Regions from separate parts of the Mus musculus genome. Here region 1 is linked to region 2. The links are chromatin contacts, called in public ChIA-PET maps. All regions are on one chromosome and are shown on one strand. The core of a region is the stretch at or near the end of the contact, and the rest is flanking DNA. Distances in the headings are between cores, read along the strand shown. Region 1 overlaps Dennd2a (DENN/MADD domain containing 2A). Region 2 overlaps Mkrn1 (makorin, ring finger protein, 1).

The links. ChIA-PET counts read pairs in DNA pulled down with a chosen protein or histone mark.
Region 1: an RNA polymerase II ChIA-PET map of memory CD8 T cells shows a contact between it and region 2, with 6 read pairs. The contact joins two enhancer-like sites. A contact is called at or near these places in 3 of 39 promoter capture datasets (embryonic stem cells, macrophages and stem cell-derived epiblast-like cells), 22 of 484 Hi-C or Micro-C datasets (differentiating embryonic stem cells, embryonic stem cells, fetal liver and 2 more), 8 of 115 datasets of contacts at active chromatin or transcription factors (embryonic stem cells and memory CD8 T cells) and 3 of 9 other capture datasets (adipose tissue, liver and pancreatic islet).

The regions. Positions count from the first base shown.
Region 1 is chr6:39,461,653-39,464,352 of GRCm38.p6, forward strand. It overlaps Dennd2a (DENN/MADD domain containing 2A), which reads right to left. Exons shown (of 19, transcript NM_172477.4): 18 at 2,560-2,646; 19 at 726-1,799. The coding sequence ends at 1,768. Among named protein-coding and RNA genes, the nearest start is that of Gm52860, 7.4 kb to the right of the region's middle. Within about 2 kb of position 1,424, at least 48 of the 459 cell types and tissues checked have an H3K27ac peak or open chromatin away from gene starts, as enhancers often do. A contact at or near this core is called in memory CD8 T cells, where this site is marked.
Region 2 is chr6:39,397,184-39,399,883 of GRCm38.p6, forward strand. Mkrn1 (makorin, ring finger protein, 1) reads right to left here. Exons shown (of 8, transcript NM_018810.2): 7 at 2,615-2,700; 8 at 638-2,251. The coding sequence ends at 2,042. Among named protein-coding and RNA genes, the nearest start is that of Rab19, 17 kb to the left of the region's middle. Within about 2 kb of position 1,363, at least 15 of the 459 cell types and tissues checked have an H3K27ac peak or open chromatin away from gene starts, as enhancers often do. A contact at or near this core is called in memory CD8 T cells, where this site is marked.

The DNA of each region.
Region 1 (2,700 bases), core at 174-2,673, 65 kb after region 2:
CTCCTATGCAGCGTTCACCAGCGGTGGCACCATCTCACCAGCCTGAGCCTTCTTTACACATGCAGTGTGTCTCCCCCTTTTAATATAAAGACCACTGAAAAAAAGCCTCTTCAGTGTGGCAGGGGGTGCACACCTTTAATCCCAACACTTGTGAGGCAGGCAAAATTCTGAGTTCGAGGCCAGCCTGGTCTACTGACTGAGTTCCAGGATAGCCAGCACTATACAGAGAAACCCTGTCTTGAAAAAAACAAAACAAAACAAAAAAAAAAGGAAAGAGCCGGGTATGGTGGTGCACGCCTTTAATCCCAGCACTCGGGAGGCAGAGGCAGGTGGATTTCTGAGTTCAAGGCCAGCCTGGTCTACAAAGTGAGTTCCAGGACAGCTAGGGCTATACAGAGAAACTCTGTCTCAAAAAATGAAAAAGGAAAAGAAAAAAGCCTCTTCATACAAATAGCCTAGTACATTCCCCCAATATTTGTTTGTTTGTTTGATTTTTTGAGACAGGGTTTTTTCTGTGTATCCCTGGCTGCCCTGGAACTCACTTTGTAGACCAGGCTGGCCTCAAACTCAGAAATCCACCTGCTTCTGCCTCCCAAGTGTTGGGATTAAAGGTGTGTGTGCGCCACCACCGCCTAGCACATTCCCCCAATTTTATTTTAGGTTTTGTTTAAGTCAAATACAAAAACATCAATAAAATAGAATATTATACACTCACTAGGAATGTTGATAAAGATATACTTATTTATTTATTCACCTGAAGTTCTTAAGTAAAACAGTATAATATAAAATAAGTTAGAAAAGAACGTATATTCCAAAATACTAACTGTGATCACTTGGGGGCAATATAAAAATACACAGAATATTGCTATCAGAAAGTTACCTAAGCCTAGGAGCTTGTGGAATCGGTCCCTGAGCCCCCGTGCTGTGCTCACCTGCTTTCTCTGGCTACCTCCAACATCCCAGCCACGCACTCCTATTAATCCTGCCCAGGTCAGAGGCGATCCAGATGTAGTCAGTTTTTGGTGGCATTCACAGTATCGGGGTGGCAGCCCCGAGGCCAGCCCGAGAACCTTCCTTTGCTGCACACAGGGCTCCTGCAGACTCTTACTGTCCCCACAGGTCAGCTGATTCGGGTCCTCTCTCTCATAAAAGAGAAGCAACTACAGAAACCTCTCCTAGCTTTGTTGGTCAAGAGGAACAGGCTCACAGCAGTGGCCTAAGTGTCATGGTTGGGCCACAGGAAATAGAAACTTCAGGACCCTTAGAACATTTTATTACCAGTTAACAAGATTTCCTGTTTTTTTAAATGTGTCCCTCTAAAAGCCACAGACTTTTGGGGCATGAATGGAGCTATACGGCTTCTAGGAGAAAAAAAAAGAAAATGTAGTCAAGAACAGTAAAGTCCAGTCTCTGCCACCAGGTGGCGTCATAGACCAGTGCGGAAGAAGCAGTGGCGTGGGCAGAAGTGTTTCTGTGGCTGCCGCGCTTCCTAACTCCTGGCTCCACAGAGTCAATGAGCTGGCCCAGAGGCGATGAGATGGGGCAGGAGAGCTGAATGAAGGAAGAGCCAAACACTTTCCTTCTTCTTCTCTTTTAATATCTAAGATTTAAAGGTCCCAGAAGCAACTAACCACAGTAACAACATTCTGCATGCTGGCTGGTCCCTTCCGGAGCTGTTGTGAGCGCGTGCCACCTGCCCAGCTAAGGGGTCCATCCTGGGAGGACTGGGGCGTAGGGAGGAGGTTTTCCCTTGGGCCAAGATGAGGGTTATTTCTTGTGGAGAAACTTCATTTTATTGCCTAAAAAAGAAAGTGAGAACATTTTATCAGGGGGGGAGGGGAGGGAGGGGGTGCACAGGAAAGTGTGTGTCTCTCAGCAGGCTGTGGAGTCAAAGGACATCTTTGTGGACTCAGTTCCCTCCTCCCGCGTTTATGTGGGTTCTGGGGACTGGACTTAGGCTTGTGTGCCACATGCTGTGATGTCTTGCTGGCTGGTCACACAGCTCCTGATCTTCCTCCTCCACCTCCAGGGTTTACTCTGGAGCACAGTGTGCACCCTTAAGGACCTTTTTGCTGATTAAACTGTAGTCCTGATGATTCTTCTTTTTTTTTTTTTTCTTTTGGTTTTTTGAGACAGGGTTTCTCTGTGTAGCCCTGACTGTCCTGGAACTCACTCTGTAGACCAGGCTGGCCTCGAACTCAGACATCCACCTGCCTCTGCCTCCCGAGTGCTGGGATTAAAGGTGTGCGCCGCCACCACCAGCAGTCCTCTTGATGATTCTTTTTTGCTCAGGGGCATTCGGAGGTTGGGAGGAATCCTACCTGTGTTAAGGTACTCCCTGCCTCGCCCAGGGCATGCTGCCTCTGTTGGTTGCCACAAGACTCGGGGGTTCAGAAGATGGTGGCAAGGATGTCAGTGAGGCCACCCTAGTTCCCAGGGACAGACTAAGAGAGGTAGACAGTCCACCCTGTACCGTTCCTGGCTCTTGTGGATGGAAGTAGTGAAGACTCCAGGAAAGATGGTTTAGAGCTGAGGCTGGCGACAGGGACCCAGCCTTACCCAGTCCCTTGAGGAATTTATTGACTCCGCTGTGCTCTCCGCTGGGCAGGGTTTCCAGGTACTCCTGGGCTCGGACTTCAAACAGACCTGGTGAGGAGAAATACCCAGGATATGTTAGATGCCTGCCTTTGTGCTTCTGCA
Region 2 (2,700 bases), core at 113-2,612:
GATGCTCTCTAGTGAGCATGAAAACAGAACACTGATGTGCATAAAAAATGTGAATCTGGGCGTGGTGGCGCACGCCTTTAATCCCAGCACTTGGGAGGCAGAGACAGGCGGATTTCTGCGTTCAAGGCCAGTCTGGTCTACAGAATGAGTTCCAGGATAGCCAGGGGAACACAGACACACCCTGTCTCAAAAAAAAAAAAAAAAAAAAAAGTGAATAAATAAATCTTGCAAAAATTACACTTTTAAGCCTGGTGTGGTGCTGAACAGCACTAATCTTAGCATTTAGGAAGGAAGAAGCAGGAGGATCTGAGTTCGAGGCCAGCCTGGTCTTCACAGTGAGTTCCAGGACAGCCAGGGCTACATGGAGAAATCCTGACTCAAACAAACAAAACAAAAAGATTAGTCTTTCAAGTTCCCAATCACCTGTCTTATTTAGGAGCCCGACTGAACCAGGCCTCACTGCAAGCACTTATTACTAGGAGAGAGACTGTGAACTTGTGGATGAAGGCAGCCTGGCCATCTTGAAGAGGCCCACTTCTAGCCAATCTACACATGATTAAGAACGATATGAGCAACTCTGCCATCTGTAGTTCTGAAGCCAGGTCATCACACAAGACCAATTTTTTTTTTTTTTTTAAATCGTTTTATTTGGGAAAAGTGCTTCTTACAAAAGGGCAGCTGCAAAATACAGAGGCCTCTGCAATGATGATGTGTTTTTAAGACTGGGTGAGTTCCGCGGAAGCAAAGCAGAGGACAGATCAGAGCATCTCCCACGTTATTTCAGGAAAGAGAGCAACAAAATGCAAAGGTGAAATTCCCGCCAAGGAATTTTAGCAACTTAACTTTTGCTTGCCTCGTGGGTGGCCGCACCCTCCCTTTTCTTCGGTGGGGAAGGGTTCATTACTTCTGCAAACCGACAGATACCTCTAGTACAACCAGCACCTCAGTTTGGAATCCACCTGTCTTCCTGTCAAAGCTCAGGGATGGAATGAGGCAGATACCCACAAAAACAAGCACAGAACCTCACAACAGGCCCCCTCAAATGAGGACAAAGTTTTTTCCAAAAAGTGCCTGACTGAAAAGGCTAGACTGTAAAACATTCAAAACATCAGTGTGTCCAAGACCCAGCTTGTACTGAGAGGGGGACAAGCAGGTCGTTTAACCTCTACAGCTGATCTCGTTTCTCTAGCATACAGACAGACAGCTACTGCTACGTTAACAACTACTGACATACTGCTTGGTCCTTTAAGATCTACCGACACATGTGGCTGAAACCACTAACCCACATCTGCCCACTAAAGCTAAGAATACTGCACCTATGCACAGATGGGAAGGAAGCTGCTCACATGCTCGCTCGTGCTCGCCCACCAAGTCCATCGACCCTTGGGAGTTAGCTGCCAGCTCTGCGCTGATGGAATGCCACTGCATCCTCCCTGTGTTTTTACATTTTTCTCAGGTTAACCTCAACACATTTGCACCTGGTTCTGGTTACCCAGTAGTCTTTCTTGCGTGCAACTGAACAAGAACCCAAACCCACAGGACAAGCACATGTAGGGGATTACAGGGCAGGGAACAGCTCTAAACCATGAAGGTGCAGATCTCCCAGAAACCTCGGGGAGCCCTCCCACATCTAGCGCAGAGAGCGACTTAGGTCCCTTTTTTCCCAATTGCCCCTATCCTTGGACCCCAAAGCAATCAGTGCTTTTTCCTTTGAACCTCAAAGGGGTCTCAGAATGAGTGTGCAAAGTCCATGAACACAACCTGGCTGAGGACAGATGGCGCAACAAACCTACACTAACTGTCTGACAGTTAAATTCATGTTACAAAAAACTAACTTTAAGATTTATTTTTGTAACTTTTGAAACAGAGAAAACAACACACTCTTGGGGGAGGTGAGGGTAGAGGAACAGGCCCTGGGAAGTGATCACAGCACCTGGAGTTTGAGAGGCCTGCCTAGGAGAGCCACACGCACTGCCACACAGCACAGGGGACAGCTACTGTCTGAGGCTCCGCAGACCAGTGCCCGCGCCACGCAACGCTGCTATAGATCCAAGTCATAAAAGTCCTCCAGCTCATCGTGAAACAAGTCCCACTCGTCCTCAGAGTCTGTCAGCTCGTCGTCCCCACCTGCAGCCAAAAGCATAAGCAACATCTCGCCCAGCTCAAAGGTGACAACCTCCTCTTCGTCGTTGTCAAAGGGGTTGTTCTCTCTCTCCTCAATGAGCTCCCAGAAGTGGCTCCTTCGTTGGGCCTGTAAGAAACAAGGCCATGATAGGGGTGGCACTGTCAAGCAGTGTCTTCTATCCTGTTGCTCATCAGGTAAACCGTGTGGCACAGAGGGAGGGAGGGAGGGAGGGAGTGCATGGCGGACCAGAGGTCTCCCTTAGTCCACCTTGCCAGTGCCTCCCCTTTGGCTATTTGTAGCCAACATGTTAGGCTAGGGCTTTTGAACACTGTTTCTTTCCTACCCCTTCCATCTTCTGAAGTCTGACTCTTTTACTCTAGTCTCCCCCACACCCCCACACCTGAGTGTCATTTTCCCCTACCCCAATATGTGCAGGTCTCAACTGACAGTGTGCGATTTCCCCTCCTTTAAAAAAAGAGTGAGAGTTACCCGGTATCTGCTTGATGTTCCCACTTTCTGTCTCTGTGGCTCCTCTCTACGGCCATCAGGGTACGCATGCTTGTAAAAACAGTTCC